2 separate regions of the Bombyx mori genome follow, and region 1 is linked to region 2. A link is a contact called in public Hi-C data. All regions are on one chromosome and are shown on one strand. The core of a region is the stretch at or near the end of the contact, and the rest is flanking DNA. Distances in the headings are between cores, read along the strand shown.

What was found. Hi-C and Micro-C count contacts between places; a contact is called where the count stands out from the background.
Region 1: a Hi-C map of middle silk gland shows a contact between it and region 2, with 1.7 times the contacts expected there. The contact joins the promoter of LOC101741353 here to the promoter of LOC101741337 in region 2. A contact is called at or near these places in 3 of 7 Hi-C or Micro-C datasets (middle silk gland, posterior silk gland and whole pupa).

What each region holds. Positions count from the first base shown.
Region 1 is chr20:5,645,816-5,648,515 of ASM3026992v2, forward strand. LOC101741353 (UDP-glucose 4-epimerase) reads left to right here and starts at 1,294. Exons shown (of 7, transcript XM_038018242.2): 1 at 1,294-1,611. The coding sequence starts at 1,604. RpS7 (ribosomal protein S7) reads right to left here and starts at 342. Exons shown (of 5, transcript NM_001043796.1): 1 at 319-342.
Region 2 is chr20:5,371,801-5,374,500 of ASM3026992v2, forward strand. It overlaps LOC101741337 (ubiquitin carboxyl-terminal hydrolase 20), which reads left to right and starts at 1,349. Exons shown (of 22, transcript XM_062674324.1): 1 at 1,349-1,705. The coding sequence starts at 1,628. The region is part of intron 1 of LOC134200745 (a long non-coding RNA gene); the gene reads left to right.

The DNA of each region.
Region 1 (2,700 bases), core at 44-2,543, 270 kb after region 2:
TGGCGCAAGTCTTGTGCCTTGAGCTTTATATTATTGCACTTTTTAGCACCTCGGAAGGTTCGTTTTAACCACAATTAGGGTATCACTCTATTGAACTCAGAGGAAAAAACTTTCTTTCACTTTCAAAAATCAAAACAACGTTGAGCACCAACATAGGCTTTTTAACACCACAAAATATCTGACTAATCTTTACCGTTCCAATGTAACAAATATTGCAATTACGTTTCTAGACCACTATTAAATCGGTTTAATACAATATTTAGCAATTTTACGCTGAAAAAACATTAAATTTTGGAAAAAAGTTAGTAAGACGGCTACCTTGACAACTTTACGGGAGGGAAAGAGATAGACTACCAGTGTTGCCATTAATTTTCTGAAAGAGCCATCAAACTTGCATTAATTTCCCGGAGCTTTGGTTTCTGCTTTGACGCGTTTAAAGCTATATACGTAATAATAGTATAAATGGATCAATCAATCTAACTTCAAGCTATTTAAAAATATGTCACTATTAATAAAAAAGATATATCACTATCAGTTTTTCTCAAAAATTTTCTCGGAACTGAAGAAAAAGTTTATTTTTACATACATAGTACATAGTGACATACAAAGTGACATACATAGTGACATACATAGTTACATGCATATTTTTGAGTGACATCCAAATTGAAATGAGTGATTTTGTAATCAATAACTTCTCCGTATTTCATTACTGTTATATTCGTGTGCACTGCACATATGGTTTTTTTTTGCGTTCATAATTTGTTTCACATTTATTTTATACATTTTGGTTTTTAATTTAATATCCATATCATGGCACATATTGTTTTGAAAGAATCCTAACTCAGTTTGAAATCAAAAGAGTAAAACAAAAATTTTCCAGGTGTTGTTCCTGTCAAGTTAGCAAATAAGTTTTTTAAAGACAGTTTCAGCATAATTGGAAAAGTAAAGTGTGGGCGTATGGTCCCTTTGCCTATTTCAACGAACAAACCATACGTACCATCTGTGTAAAATTAATCTTTTGGCATTTTCCTGAGCGCTAAAATGGACGTGAATTGAACTCATAATAAATTGCCACCATTTTACAAAGATATTTCATTTCACCTCAAACCTCACATCTTATCTCACCGCATTTAATTAATTTCATTTAATTCCATACTGAATTCTACATAAATTCATTCCGTTCCAATGACAATTTAGAAGTCATCGTGGCCTTAAAGACTTGAACCCATGCACGTTAATAATTAAAAAAATAGAGAAAAACATAAGCTGGCAGCTGGTTGTCAAGTGTCAAACTATTTTTAACATTGCAAACTGCAAAGAACAAATTCAAATTTCAAATTAGAGTTTGTAAACAGGACAGGATTAATTTTACTATGTTATTAGCTTTCATACACACAGCATGCTTCCAACGATAGTTGATGTTGTGAGAATAATTTTAATACAGTACGGTTACAACTTAAGACGCAGAGTACCTATTGAATCAAATTACTTATACATATAAAATAAACAAACCTTGAAATTAGAGTATTCAAAAGTTTCACGTTTTAGTATTTAGTAGATTATGTTTCGGTAGATTATTAATGAATGAAGATTGAAATCCAACATGCAAAGGTACGTGTAAGTTTTAAATTAATAATAGTTTTATTGAAAAATGTAACTAACAAGCTATACAATCGTTTTCTGTTTAATTTGTTTGAATAGTCTATGCAAGTAGAATACGAACTGGCTATTAAAAACGCCGACATACCGCCATTAACTCGTTTCAAATATTTAGTTTTGCAGTAATTGCAATTTGATTTTTTTGGTTGGTTTGGTTTTGGTTCTATACAACAATTCTGCTGCTGCTACTATATAAATTTAGTAAGGTTATGGGTCGTCTTCAAATGATCAGCTAGCTAGCCAGTCAAAAGAAATTAATTTTATCATTTGATTATAATAATTATGAGATTTTAATATAACTGCATTTGCTGAGAGTTGTAGATTATAGAAGCTTGAACTTATTATTTCTGATAAGGGTTTTCAAATTTGAATTTTATATGCGGCCTTGTGCTGTATGAAGAGGTCTAGTGTTATGATGGTAAAATTAGACTTGCTTCCGGTCCAGTGTTGTTGTTGATTCCATGCCTTAAAGGCACAAAGATCGGTCTCTATAGCAGTTTGAGTGTATCTAATACTCTACTACACTTAGTATCAGACCATCTTGTAAAAATTGATGAAGCATCTGGGTATTGTCTTGTAAAAATAAAAACCGTTTCATACATATTTAAATTATCCAGGTTATGTTTAAGCTATCTAGGAAATTAGAGGCTCATTATTGAACTGGTGATTGCTGATGCAACATCCAATACATACCAACAATAGGATGAAAAATTTGCATCCATTAATTTTTTATTAAACATTTTATATTATCAATTGATTCATGTGCCGTAGTCTTAGGTAAATTCAAAGAATGTCTGCTAGCCGGGGCCTTATAAAGTATTAACTTGCCAAAATATGTGTTCGTGCTGCTTAGCCTTACACACAGATAAATAAAAATACACTTAAATAGCAAATGAAACTCATGAAATATTCTAGACCCAGCAAATTACCACAATTGCACTGCTTAGCCAGGGTAAATTAGATCTGTTTATGTTTCAAATACTATAAGTAGGATTAAGCATAAACTATCATATAATATCATCTCATCATATCATATTTTGC
Region 2 (2,700 bases), core at 99-2,598:
AGATTAATATATAATTATATAAATTTGTTATGTTTATGGTTTATGTCCATTCATTTCAGACCTTTTTTTATTTGTTTGATCTAATAACGAGTCCTTTGAGCAGTGTTTTATAATTACTTTATATTATGTACTGTTTTAATATAAAACGAGCCCAGAAGCTAATTATTTTGAGACATTCATAATTGAGATAAAATTAAATTGAATGATATGAGAAATTAAGTCTCAGTATATTGTGGTTACATGCTGAGAATTTTTCAAGACTTTTTGAAAGAATCCAATGATTACGCCCTTTGGCATTTTCCCACATTTGCGCACTTTCACAGATGCTAAACAGTTAATAAACCAATGCTATTACACATTGAAGCCTGAAGAAATACTAATTTAACAATATAAAACAACTTACACAACTTAGCTCCTCGTGTTGTCGCCAAACAGTCCATTTCGTTTAAATTATCTAGACAGACAGCTAACATTGTTAATAAACTTATTCTTTAGAGTATACTGGAGATTATCTTCGTAAAAACCTTATTATTCTTTACTTGAGTCGCTCATTGTACACATAAAAATCTAGCTCGTATAGCGAGATGAGATCTTTTATAAAGAAGTGTAAAGCAGGTAAGGTAAGGTAAGGCAGACGGTAATAAAACAAAAGCCACCATTTGTTTATTTACCTTTTTAGCGCTACTTTCTGAAACAGATTAATTTGAAGCACAATTTGGGCTTTGTTTCACTTAAATCAATGATTTTTTGGAAATTACTTCGTATTGCGAGATGTTAGAGCTTATAAGCATTATTAATATGAAAGTAACTTTGTCTGTGTCTTACGTTTTCATGCTGAAACCGCTGACCCGATTTGGATAAAATCCGGTATGGAAATTGTTTGAACCCTGGAATAGAAAACAGACTACCTTTTATGCCACCTACACGATATAATAAGAATACTTCGGTACGGTTCAAAACACAGAGAATCTAATTCCTTGCGTTGACCAGGTTGACCAAGTTCCAGATAATCCGTGAGAATGGGATTATCGACAATAGGAAGAAACCACTTCGGTATGGAATATGAAGTCAAATGGAAATGGCTGGTATTTGAGAGCCCCAGCCCAGAGATGGAAGCAGTGATCCACAGTAAGCCGGAGTTTTAATGCACATTTTATTTTCGCAATTTGTATTTTTCGGCTATAACTCCTTTATATGCAAACAGCTTGGGATCCGACTCGTTCCCGGATCCCGGTTTGGTCATTCAAGAAGACAATTAATTATCTCGAACTTTGTTTCTTTTTGAACTTTGTTTCTATATCTATGCAAATGTTCACATTTGTTGTGAATAATCATGCGTAAGCAATAATATATATATGCTGTGATTTCATAGTAGTCTGTGGAATAATCTATGCTTGTCAGCAAACGATCAACGATACGATTATTGTAAAATTTCTGTAATCTAATTCAATTAATTCCATTCCATAAAAATGTTTCCTGTAAGACTAAGTTTATTTTTTCCTATTTATTCCTATGGAAAACTAAACATAGCATCAATTTCTGCCTTCGCATAAAATTCTCTTTATTTACAAGGCTATTGTGAAGAGTCAATCTTTTTATTTACGTGTGTTTGTATTTTTTATTCAAAATGGAAAAAGGAATGACATGCGAACATTTAAACAAACTGGTCCACGTACTCGGGAAAGAATTATGGCAGTCAAAAGAGGTGAGTCCTAACATTTATCCTTAACCTCAAAATACGATTACTCAAATAGACAATTAAAATGCCTACATACTTACTCCACCAAGTTATGTGTGGTTGTGTAACAAATAATTCTCAATTGTTGCGTGTTTACAAACTCACGAATGTCCGAGGATAATTTGTCGTTATTGAATTTAGACTTTAGGGCTTCTGTGCACACAATATTATTATGAATTTACTTGTAGCTACCTAAGGAATTATACAAAACTATTTAAATATATTTCAAATAAGCTCAAAATTAAGTATCATAAATATTTTACTACCAGTAATTTGGATAGGAATAATTCATAATAACATATAAAATGAGTATATGTTTGTATAAATTCTTAAATTACAAAATAGTAAAGATTTACTTAGTCAATGAGTTATCAGATAAATTTTAGACAATAGAATTGAGTTAAAGATTTTGATGACTGTTGTAGACTTGTAGACAAAAGAGTGCTAATGGAGACAGTGATTTTTTGAATTCAGATTAGGATCTCCATAGAAAATGATTCGTGCTGTTATTGTCACAATGTTCAATATAAATTGTAAATTCATATTACATTTCTTAAGAAACGTTAAGTACTAATAAAGATTATTTCCAAGTTTTCTATTTAAAAAGTGATTTAAATCTTTTTTGACAAAGAATTTATATATAATTAAAATATTCAATATGTACTTTGCTAGTATTTTTCCCATATAACGAAAAACAATAGAAACACTAAATCCTAATATCAAAAATACAAAGATAAGTTTATCCATAATAGAAACATTTTGCTATGTTTATCTCTCATTCCTGTAGATTTTATGCTGGGAACATCATCAACTATTAAGAGTCTCCTTCTTTTAGTTACTTTAGTGTTTTATCTTATCCTCTTTATCTTTTGATCATAATTCAACTGATCAACAATAAAAAAAAAATGACTAAGGGTAATTCTTCTTTTATTAACAATTTCCATACAGCATCAACTAATCTG